Linked DNA regions of Zea mays: regions 2 and 3 are each linked to region 1. A link is a contact called in public Hi-C data. All regions are on one chromosome and are shown on one strand. The core of a region is the stretch at or near the end of the contact, and the rest is flanking DNA. Distances in the headings are between cores, read along the strand shown.

What was found. A called contact is a pair of places that touch in the nucleus more often than the background predicts.
Region 2: a Hi-C map of leaf shows a contact between it and region 1, with 6 times the contacts expected there. The contact joins the promoter of LOC118473152 here to the promoter of LOC103636120 in region 1. A contact is called at or near these places in 5 of 25 Hi-C or Micro-C datasets (bundle sheath, ear, leaf and 1 more).
Region 3: a contact with region 1 is called in a Hi-C map of tassel, with 2.0 times the contacts expected there. The contact joins the promoter of LOC100192736 here to the promoter of LOC103636120 in region 1. A contact is called at or near these places in 3 of 25 Hi-C or Micro-C datasets (ear, leaf and tassel).

Annotation. Positions count from the first base shown.
Region 1 is chr8:150,666,876-150,670,816 of Zm-B73-REFERENCE-NAM-5.0, forward strand. LOC103636120 (mitogen-activated protein kinase 16) reads right to left here and starts at 1,637. Exons shown (of 10, transcript XM_008658483.3): 1 at 1,259-1,637; 2 at 612-1,148; 3 at 468-527; 4 at 197-346. The coding sequence starts at 1,273. It overlaps LOC100276966, which reads right to left and starts at 3,201. Exons shown (of 1, transcript XM_008658484.3): 1 at 2,337-3,201. The coding sequence starts at 3,010. The coding sequence ends at 2,561.
Region 2 is chr8:150,858,095-150,862,035 of Zm-B73-REFERENCE-NAM-5.0, forward strand. LOC118473152 (LOB domain-containing protein 13-like) reads left to right here and starts at 1,882. Exons shown (of 2, transcript XM_035961850.1): 1 at 1,882-1,998; 2 at 2,094-2,420. The coding sequence starts at 1,903. The coding sequence ends at 2,246. It overlaps LOC103637385 (ADP,ATP carrier protein 2, chloroplastic), which reads right to left. Exons shown (of 6, transcript XM_020542419.3): 5 at 3,821-3,941; 6 at 3,302-3,819. The coding sequence ends at 3,777.
Region 3 is chr8:150,808,998-150,812,938 of Zm-B73-REFERENCE-NAM-5.0, forward strand. It overlaps LOC100192736 (Zinc finger CCCH domain-containing protein 14), which reads right to left and starts at 2,192. Exons shown (of 3, transcript NM_001137935.1): 1 at 2,133-2,192; 2 at 1,044-1,816; 3 at 469-939. The coding sequence starts at 1,796. The coding sequence ends at 607.

The sequences.
Region 1 (3,941 bases), core at 387-2,886:
TGAACTATAGCTCTGAATCTACACATGCAACCGAGTATACCTTAGTTTGATGATGCTATCTTATCTTTTCTTAGCATTAAGATGATGCTATCTTATCTTTTCCGTTATGTGAGATTCTGAATTAAAAGATAAGGCTCCAACTCTCCAAGCCTGTAACTGTTTTTCTTATTCTAGAAGTAGGGAAAAGTGAACCGACCCTCGAAAGTGACTCTGGTGAAGGAGTGCCAAGTAGATCTGTCATGAGATCCAGTTGATGTACCACATTCTTGCCAGGAAAGAGAGGCTTCCCTATAAGCATTTCAGCAAATATACAACCTAGGCTCCAGATATCAATCGCAGGAGTATACTGCAAAATTAAGTGTTAAGTTGTAAATTCAGCAAAATGAAGTGGTGTACTCTTAAACAGTAAAAAACCATATAGCAATGAAGAGCTAGTAGAAGTTGTGTCCGGGTGAAAACTATCCGACCTTTGAAAAGAAGGAGCCGCATAATTCTGGAGCACGATACCATCTTGTTGCCACATAATCCTGTAATTACACAGCAAGAACAAAAACTTAAACTGTGTGGCTGCTTATCGTGTCTCACAGTCACAATATATGTGCTCTGGTTACCGTCCAGAATATGGCTGAAGGTGTATCGTTGAAAGACACCCGAGCAAGGCCGAAGTCACAAATCTTGAGCTTGCAGTCGCCGTTGGCGAGAATGTTCTTGGGCTTGAGGTCCCGGTGGAAGACATTGGCGGCGTGGATGTACTTCATGCCGCGGAGCAGCTGGTACAGGAAGAACTGGTGGTGCTCGGGCGTGAGGTCGTCGTTGGCCTTGATGACCTGGTGGAGGTCGGACTCCATGAGCTCGAAGACGACGTAAATGTCGCGGAACTCGCGGCGCGATGGCGGGAGCATGATATGCTTGATCTGGACGATGTCCGGGTGGCGCAGCAGGCGCAGCAGCTTGATCTCGCGCAGGATGCGGGTGGCGTCGGAGACGTGCTCGAAGACGTCGTTGATCTTCTTGATGGCGACGTGCTCGCCGGTGAGGGTGTCGAGGGCCGCGGCGACCACGCCGTAGCTGCCCTTGCCCACCACCTCGGTAACCTCGTACCGGCTCGCCTCGCCGTAGTCCGTGAAGAACGGCGCCTCCTCGGAGCCCTGGTCACGCGGGCCACCACGACGGTGCCGAACCCATGAAATCCACAATGCGAATCCGGATACGTACGCGTTAACAGAAGAACAGAGGGGATTTCGGTGCCAGCCCGCACCTTCTTCTCGTCCATGGCGTCGCGTGTGTCGCTCCTGCGCCGATCCGGCGGGACGCACCCCTCGCCCTCGGCAGCGTCGCCCTCGCGCCCGGGGTGAACCGTGCTGCTGTCGGTAGTGACGGTTGGGGGCGCGGCGACGGCGAGGGAGGAGGAAGACGGAGAGGCGCCGGGTGATGTGGAATTGTGGATAGGTCCATTTTACGTACGGCGGGGGAGCAGCGGGGAAGCGCGCAAAGTGGGCAGCGGACGCCCGACCAAAGCGGGCGCGCGGTGCGCGGGCAGCGCGGGAGCGAGCACCAAGGGGCAAGGTCACTGCGGATGAGCCATGGCACGTCGCACGACGTGACGACGGTGCACGGTGACGGGCCTGACGGCACCATAGGTCGTATGATTGAACCAGATACCCACAAATATATATTTGTAAGCAGAAATTGACAATGATAACATAGTAACAAAACTGTATCAATTAATAATTCAGTAGGTGTAGATATATATTTTGTAGCTAGTTTGAACCACGACTGTAATTTAGGCATTGTTCAGTTGCATGGAGCTCGAAGTAGATTAAGAGGGATTAAATCTCCTTATATTCAATTTTAACTAGAAAGGGATTTAATCCTCTTTAATCCACCGCTAATCGAACAAGCCCTTAGGCTACATTTAAGATGAATTAAAGAGGGCACATGTGTAGAGATTTATGCCTATTAACATACCCATAGAGAAATAAATAAATAATCTACCTCTTTAGATCTTGTTCTGCTATTTCTATGCATATGTATTGGATGAGATTGAAAAAAATGAATTCAGATAAATACTAGATTATCCAAATAAAGAAGTACCGTTTGAATTAGCAGACCTAATATAGCATGCTAGTGACTGCCTGTCAACAAATTCAATGTACCACACCGAAACAGTGTCACTCATGCAGCAATGCTGAGGTGAGGGCCCTAGGGGTACCGCTAGCGTGCATGCTTCCAAAACGTGAGTGGCAAATAGTTGAACAACCTCTCATCTACCATATCTTTTGTTTTGGAAAGGATTCATCGCTGTTCATCTACCAAGATCTTACACACGACACAAGTTAACAATCACCTACTTTTCCACTGAAACAATTGTAATATAATACAATATACTCATTAATTATTCTGTTCCACAAGATAACAGATCGGTCGAACATGATGTACTCATTCATCACACGTCACGAGACACGAGACGAAGCAGTGAAGTCACCAAAGGAAAACCGTGTCATCTTCTTCATCCATCCGTAAGCTAGCATAGTACGTGCAGTCTGCTGTGCGGATCCTCTTATGCGCGGTCCATATAGCGGAGCTTGGAAGGATGGACGGGGCTCAGCAGCGGCGACGACGGCAGCGGCGGCGTGCGGGGCTGCCGAAGCCGCTGCCCCTCGCAGTCGTAGTGTATGGCCCCCGTGAACTCCAGTGGCTGGCACCTACGCCCCAGGAGGATCGTCCGCCGCCACACGCACGGCTCGTCGCCGTCGTCAACGAGGTCATCGCCTCCTCGCCCGCGCTTCCGCTCCCCCACCCTTCTGCTGGGCATCACCTTCCTCAGCGTCTTGCGCTTGATGACGACGACGAAGGAGCTGTCGCGGACGACGTCGCGGTGGCCCGCGCCGCACGGGAAGAACGAACGTCTGGCGGCGAAAGCGGAGGACGTGATGCTCTTCCTGCGGCGGAGGGGCACCACCAGCCGCCGGGCCAGGGAGGAGAGGAGGGCGGACATGGCACTGAACATGGCGTGAAGTGAAGGCCGGCTCGATCGGGTGCAAGAGCTAGACTGCACTGCAAGTGCAATGGAGTGATGCCCTTTTTTTGGCAGAGGGACGATTACCGTGGGACGAGGCTAGGCTAGCTATTAAAATGGGAGCTGACGCCCAGTTGGCAGTTGTTTGGTGGACCGTTTGGCACCGGACAGTCGGGCATGATGACATATACTGGCCAAACAGCATTTGAAAATGGATAAACAACCGGTCAATTTGGCATTAATGTTACATGTTTAAAATTGCTATTTACGCTTTCTGACAATTTATTTATAGGTACCGTGTTGGAAAATTATGCTATTTAAAAACAAACTTTGAAGAATATTACTCCCCCACCAGTCTCAAAATATTAGTCATTTTAACTCTTGATTTTTATGTCTATGTTTAAATGAATGATAATAAATCTAGACACATATATAAAACAAATACATTAATTATTGTATGAATCAACTAGAAAGGTAAAACATTTTTTTGGATGGAGGGAGTATAAGAAAAAAAAAAGAGACTAGACCATAAAATGTAAATGATTATGACCTGCAGGAGTTACAATTGTACGAAAGGGATGAGGCCTACAAACCCGTCCCAAAATGCCAGTATCATTTGAAATTCTGTTAGAGACAAGGCACTATTTGAAAATAGTATTCCTTTTATTTTATTTTAAAATACACTTCATCTGTGCTCTCAAAACATTTGGTGCAAAAATACATATTGTCGCATGTCAGATTGAAATAATGATATTGTCTCGAGTTTCTCATATCCCTGTTTTTCCCAAATTAACATGGAACTTATTTTTTAGTTATTATTGGCTCACCTATTATGACATTGCCATAAGCATCCCTGAATATGAATGTTTTTGTTATTTACTAAGCTATATTTGTTTATGTCTTTTTAGCTTACACCATACTG
Region 2 (3,941 bases), core at 632-3,131, 190 kb after region 1:
GATCATGCAAGAGATGATGTTGAAGATGATGGTGGAGATAATGTGGGAGATGATGCTGGAGACGACGCTGGTGGGGATTCTGGGGCTGGGGATTCTGGGGCTGGTGGAGATTCTGCAGCTGGGTCTGGAACTTCTCGAGTTAAGAGAACGAGGAAGCTGCATTTTGTTGGACCACCTCCAGAGCTTCCACCCGAATCTCGGGTTGTGATAAAGCCTAGTGGAAAGTGAGTGACATATCTTTGCTTAAATGTTATTGAAAGTTATGTTTTAATTTCTACATTGATTTCTGTTTGCAGGACTTGGATCGACGACTCGTTCACAGGCACAGGACACTACAGGCAGGTGAACATGGTTCTTGGTAATCTTGTTCGTCTGCACTGGCCTGGTCTTGTGACTTTGCCTACTGGCGAGTCTGTCCCCGCCACCACTTGGGAGCATTATCGCTATGGTGTCTGTAGAACGTTTGGCAACACACAGGCACTAGTTTGGGATGCATTCTGGGTATGACTTGTTTATACTATTTTAGTTATTCCATATATGTTTGCTTTTATGATAACACTATGGTTTTTGCAGAAACGGTACAAGTTGCCGGACGATGGATCATATGATATGAACGCTCGTTACGTGTTTGAGTTTAACGCGAACGATGTCGTTGCAGATGCAATGTACTATGCACGAATTCAGGCTATAAAGGCATGGTACAGAGCAAATGCTGATGATCGACCGATGCCAAATACAAAGGCCGAGTGGTCATCAATTTACTTGACGGAGGAGCAATACCTAGAGGTAAACAGGTTGTTGCCTCTCATATCGCACAAAGCCATGTATTTGCTTGCTTTATTTAAAAAATTTCATGTAGGTGTCGGTGCCGTGGATGGCCACCCGATCAGACGGTTATCGGGCATTGTGCAGATGGTGGGCTTCCCCTGACTTTCGTGCCATTTCCGAAAGGAACAGGGGAAACCGTGGGACTGAGTCGTTCCACAACTACGGCGGTGATGGTCATGTGCGCTTGGCTAAGCGAATGGTAAGTCACAGATTGTCGTAACTTTGAATCACATAGAAATGTGTCATTATAACTTTTATGTACAGGAAGTCAAATCCGGCCGTACGCCCACGGATGTGGAGGTGTATATGCAAGGGCATAGGGGTTCTGATCCTCAGAATCCTGATGTGTTATGCACTCAGACGGCCACCGACCGTCTAGTGAGTTTTTGATACTCTATTATGTGTGTTGATATTGTTTGCAAGGGCATAGGGGTTATGCACTTATATTTGATATTGTTTGCCTCCAGGCTTCGTATGGGCAGGAGATGGTTCAACGCCATGGGGAGGAGTACGATTGGAGGAGCCAGCCAATCGACCCTCAGGCAGCCTATGCTAGCGCAGGAGGACAAGCCCATGGACGGTGAGATTATTTGATTTGGTTTTCAAAATTGTCATCATATGCTTGCGATTCAACTGAGCCATGAGTTACTATACTAAGTGCATGGTTCACTCTTGTAGGTTGGGTATTTTTGATTCTACGATTGATTCCAGAGAGCTGAGACGCCGTGGACGACAATCCACATCGTCGTCTTCACAGTCGTCCCGTTCACGATCAGCAGCCCATGAGATAGAGCTTGCAGTGTTGCGTCAACAGGCAGAGTACCATCAATCAGTCTTGAGGGAACAATTGGAGTACCAGAGGCAACAATCTGAATACCAGAGACAACAAGCCGAGTACCAGAAGAAGAGGGACGAGTATTATGCAAGCCTCCAGGCCCAAAATCAAGCTCTTCTCTCGGTAAGTTGAAGTAACATTTTGTAGCTTATTTTGCAAAACACTTGATGTGTATCTTGTTTGTTCAACAATGACTTGTATATAATTTGTAGCAACTAGCCCAACAAGCGGGCGTCCCGATGCCGACATATGGGATGCCGCCTCCGGACTTTGCACTGCCAATGCCAATGTTGGCGCCTCCACCTCCGCCTCCGCCTCCGTCACAATTCCCTATGGTATGTACACATATGCGTGTGTGACATGTTCATAAATGTCTTATGTGTTTAAATGAACAACTGAGTGGTTACTATTTCATGTGCTTGTGTTATAGGGATTTCAGACACCACCCGCTTCAGTTGCCGCACCTGGAGATGGGTCTGGTCAGGACGACACAACAAATTCGTGGGTGAACACCATTTTCAACACGCAGAGTCCAGCCGGAGGAGGTGGCTACTCGAACCATCCAGACGATGGATATGATTGATGTGTCGTGATGTTTTTTTATGAAACACTTTGCAACACTTGTTTGTGAGACACAATTTCAGTTTGCAACAACCGTCGAACCTATATGTTGATGTTAAATTTGTGAATGTTAATATTTATGTGAGAATATTTGTGATTGTGAATACTTATTAGAATGTGTATATTTGTGATTGTGAATGTGAATTTGTATATGTGCATGAATCTGTTTTTGTTTTGTAAATGTCAGATTTTTTAAAAAACAGAATTTTGTGTAAATTCTGTAATTTGTTATGTCCGACGGCCTAATGGTAGCCGTCGGACATAAGAGATGCTTATGTCCGACGGCATTAACTACCGTCGGACATAAGAGATGCTTATGTCCGACGGCCTAGTGGGAGCCGTCGGACTTAATACTGTGGGGCCCACATCCCGACCGGTAAAACGGTTGGGATTTGTTATCTCCGACGGGCATAGGCAGCCGTCGGAGATAACGTATGTCCGACGGCCGCCGTCGGACATAGCACTATTTTCGACGAGTTATCTCCGACGGCTTGAAGCCGTCGGAGATAAGGCTTTACCGTCGGAAATAATCTATTTCCGACGGTTTATTCCTTATGTCCGACGGCTTTGGCCGTCGGACGTTTCTGCGTTTACTGTAGTGTATGATAACCCATCGGCGTTCCTGGTTGCTCGTGTACAGGTAGCCTATAGGTTCGATCGATGGAATATATATGATAGCCCATTTGCGTTCATGGTTGCTCGTGTACTGGCAGCCTAGGGTACTGTTTCCCCCACCCACAGTTGCTGTACCATCGCCGGGCGCCGGCAATAGTCGCGAGAGCTGACCCGGTGCTGAGTGCTGACAAAGCCAAGGTGCCTCACATGCTTTTGCCCTCTCAGCTCTCGGACGGTCGTTAGTGCTTCTCCGAGTGCCTGGATTCTGTCTCATGATGCCCACTGGAACCATCTTTTGGCTCACCTTGTTGGATGCGTTGCGTTTCAACATTCAAGGCAACACATTTATCCTGTCCTACTGAACATTCAGCTAACACTCTTGAGAGAGAACCATGCTTCATATCGGCTCAAAACACACAGTTTATGCATTTGACATCGGCACAAAGGGGCGGGGCCATTCCCAGAACGACGTTCGCCGCCGGCCGTCAAAATTTGCTCATGTTACAAACAAAAATCACTAGCAGCCTGAAGCTGCACGCCGTTACAGACTTGAAAACCATGAGTTATTTTAATATTACCTCCATTTCCATTTTTTTATTTGACGCTAGCTAGTTCAAATTTAGTGGGTGTTTGGTTTCTAGGGACTAATGTTTAGTCCCTTCATTTTATTCCTTTTTAGTGTATAAATTGCTAAATATAGAAAATAAAATAAAGTTTTAGTTTCTATATTTGGCAATTTTGGAACTAAAATGGAATAAAATCTAGGGACTAAACATTAGTCCCTAGAAACCAAACACCCCCTTACACTAACCAACGCCAAATATATAAAAAAAACCGGAGGGAGTACCAATTATTTCTGCTCGCTGTAATAACTCTCCTAGCTAGTACAACTTATGATGCTGGAGCTATTATTGAATGGGGGATGAGTTCGACGGCGAGCTCTCCGTTCCGGTTGCTTGGGGCGTCACAGATCCATTTGTCTGCTCCGCCAGTACATCATCACTGCCCTCTGCAGGCGCCTTGAGCAGCGAGGGTTCTACTT
Region 3 (3,941 bases), core at 942-3,441, 140 kb after region 1:
TGAATTGAATTCCATCCTAATAATCGTAATTTAGACGCAGATCAAATATGCCATAGATTCTATTCTTCTAAAATGAACGGATCCAAACGGCTTCTAATTTATACTCCCTCCGTTTCTTTTTAGTTATCACTGGATAGTTCAATTTTGCATTATCCAGCGACAACTAAAATGAAACGGAGAGAGTATTTGAACATCTTGATCCTTTCAACATCAAATAAACGTTCGATCAGCTACTACCCAACCCCCACCAACCCAACAAAAAAAATAGATTACATATCCTTAAAAAATTACATAAACAGAAGACACATTTTAAGCACCTGATAACCCACAGCTGATTGACGGTGAGCAATCTTGTCCTTGTGTATGAATATTCACATAGCACGAAAACTAATCCTACCATCAGGTTTAGTTTATGAATTACAGTATGACCTTTTGTGTGTTACTCGATCGTATGCAAGTATCTTATTTACATTGCTGTTCGTATTTTTATACATTTTTCGTGTGATTTACATACTGCACTTGCTGACTTTAGACGAAACAAAAACCAACGGTTCCAGCGCGGCGAAAGGCTGGCCTTGGCTGCGCTCTGCCGCGTGCCTGCCATTGCTAAGGGCAGGCTAGGTGGAGGCGTTCGGCGGGGGTGAGCGTGTGGCGGAAGTGGCAGCGGTGGCCGTAGGGGCAGACCTCGCCGGCGAGCACCATGCGGCAGACCTGGGTCTTGTAGCGTGGGTGGCGGATGACGGGGCGGAGCTCGGCGACGCCGTGAGCGAACTGGCACTGGTCGCCGTAGGGGCACGCCCCGGTCTCCTCCCACTTGTTGCACAGCTCCGTCTTCAACATGCCCTGGTTGAACACCTCCAGCTCCACGCCGCCCGCCGCGTGTTGCTCCTTGGGTAATTCCTCGTCTTTTTTTTCACCGCCATTGCCCTTGTACACGCGCTGCGGTTCCGTGCAACGCATCAAGGTGCATATGCAACAATGTCAGACGCCAGGCCAATTAACAAGTGGGATGTGAGGATCGGCGAAGCGTGAACTGGGCTCACCGAGCTTGGTTTGGTCGGGTTGGACGCGCGATGCTTGCGGTTGCTTGCGGCCGGCGTGGTGGCGGGGGGCTGTACCTGTTTGGGCTGGTTCATCTTGAGGAGGAAGTCAATGGAGCGGACGGAAATGCTCTTGGGCGGCAGCACGGCGGGCTTCTCGGTAGCGCAATCCTTGGCGGCCGGGACGGCCTTGGGCTCCCCGAAGCGGAGCCGGCGGGCCTCCTCGGCGGCGGCGGCGGCGGCGGCGACCTGCTTTCCAATGCCGCTGAGGAGCGCGAGGCGGCGCGTGAGGTCGGCGTTGGCGTTGCGGAGCTCGGCGTTCTCGCGGCGGAGCGCCGCCGCGTCGTCCGCGGCGTCGGCGAGGCGGGCGAGGCAGAGCTCGTAGCGGTCGGCCACCTCCTGGTACTGCAGCGCGAGGCGGGCGAGCCGGAGCGTGTGGCCCGTGGCGGCGTCGGCGTCGGCGTCGGTGCCGGCGCCGTCGCAGCCGTCGTCGGCGAGGGAGGCGGAGGAGGTCGGCGAGAGCGAGACGGAGGACGTGGCGAGCGGCGACGGCGAGGAGGAGAAGCCGAAGCTGGGGCTGAACGTCGGCGACGAGCAGCGGAACAGCGCGTCATCGGCGCCGCCGAGGTTGAGGTTGAGGTTGAGGTAGCGCGGCGAGGCGAGGCGCTGGTCCCCGAAGGCGAACGGCTTGAGCTCCAAGGCCGAGCGAAAGCGAAGGCGGCCGGCATTGGCCGGAGATACGAGAGCTTCCTGCATGGTCGAGGCTTCCAAGGCAGCTGCGGATTGAAGAAACACATCGGTAATGTCACAAGAAAATCATTTTTTTCTTTATATCAACGGTTGCCCGAAATTACGACCGAAAACGACGACGACGAGATTAGAAAGACCACAGGCTAAAAAATCAGCAAGCTGCCAAATGCACGATCCGAGAGTTTTTGACTGACTCCCTCTGTACTAGCGTCTAACCACCACTGACCACGCGTACCAAAGTGTCGAGAAGCGTCCGCCTATTGCAACAGGGGCAACAGAAAGGGTGCAATGCAACCGGTGTCCCGTTAGCAACGACGAAACCATTAAATCGAGGAGTCGTACCTCGTGGAGGAAGGCAGGAAGCAGAGGGTATGTTGGAGAGGACGATCGACTGACTGTGTGGAGGGAGTGGGTGGCGGGAACGAACGCGTGGCTTCGTGCCTATATAGATGGGGCGCGGGAGGAGCATGGCAGGAGCAAGTGAGACCGTGGGGCCCACGCGTCTGCGAGACCGAGACCGAGAACGAGAACGAGACGGCAGGGGAAGTGAGCCGCCCGGTCCGACCGTACCGGAGCACGGTCGGGCGGGGTCGGGATGGTGTCGGTAGTGGCGGGTTCAGGATTAAGAGGGTGTGTATTCGAAATTTTTTAGGGCTAGTTTGGAAACCCTAATATTTTAAGGGATTTTTATTTTTCTAAGGACACCATTTTCCTAAGGAAAATATGGACACCATTTTTTCAAGAGATTTCTATTTTTCTAAGTGAAAATAAACTAATTTTTCTTAGGGAAATAAAAATCTTTTAGAAAAATGGAGTTTCTAAACATGATTTTTTGGAAGATTAAAACATGTCTATCGACATATATAGTTAATTATATATATAACCTATTATTAAGCACAAACACTATGGTTATAACTGATTTAATAACTAGTCTACTAAACTTAAATTTCATACAACTATTTCAAAAGTTTTAAATCTAAATGCATCTGTTGATTGTTGCTCAGTTGCTGCCTGGCTGCTTGTCCTATTTGGCATTTTCCAATCGCTAATGCCCCATCTGTAGCCCAGTACTGCAAGCAGCAAAGCAGGGGAGGCCAGGTCGGGTGGCCACTAGCTGGTTAGGCTTGGATATTGGCACGATGGGACCTTGCCCCTAGTTGTCTATCCTGGCACGCGGTGACGCCCTGACTAAACATACGACGCAACAACGAGGCCAGATGTAACGCAATGATAGTTAGTCAGTCAAGTGTGGGCACCTAGCTGCGCCGTGGAGCCACGATGTCTCAATGGAGGTGCTGATGTCTCCATGGCACGTGGGGCTGTAAGATGTAACCACGACTTGGTGGCTGGCGCATCTGGTGGCTCTGCCATGGTGTGACTACAATAAGGTTTGGGGATTTTTTTTGTCGTGAGGTACTGAAGTGGGCTTTGTCGCTCCGTTGGGCTTCATGGTCCACGACAAACTATTGGATTAGTTAGATATGAGAGGTATGAAGGAGATATTTTAGTCCAAATTAACAGAATTCGTTTATTTATTTGATTTATTTTTTATTTTATATGCATATACACTATATACATGTATATATATTGGAGTTCTTTTAAAAAAATAATAGATATTCATTTAAATACCTTTGAATTCAATAGGGCCCGCCCGAGGCGTCGGGTTGGCTCTTTCTCCCCACTGTTCCGAACCAGTCGGTGGTTGGCAAGATGGCTATGCTTCTGGTTTAGGTTTGGAACTTTTGGACCTCTGCGAGCTTTTTTGCTTGTTTTATTTAGGGTCTAAACTGTACAATTTAGCTTAATCAGTAAAATCAGCTGCTTTACACTAGTTTTTGTTCTGAAAGTAAGTCTTATTGATTGATAAAACCAAATATTTTTTTTATAAAAGTTTCTTAAGGGATATAATGTAGAGAAAGCTAATATATATTGGCTTCATCTAGTTTCGTCTGAGAAATCGTGCTTACAAGAAAAGCTAAAAAAACGGTATGCATTTGAGTTGCTACGTTAGTTTCTTCGAGCACACTTCATCGAGCGAGCCGATGCGCGCGGACAAGTGGGCCTGTGCCTTGGGGAGGTGCATTTCCCACTTCCTACTCCCACAGTCCCCGAAGCGATGTCTACACAGCTCCAGCTGCGGCACCGAAATGT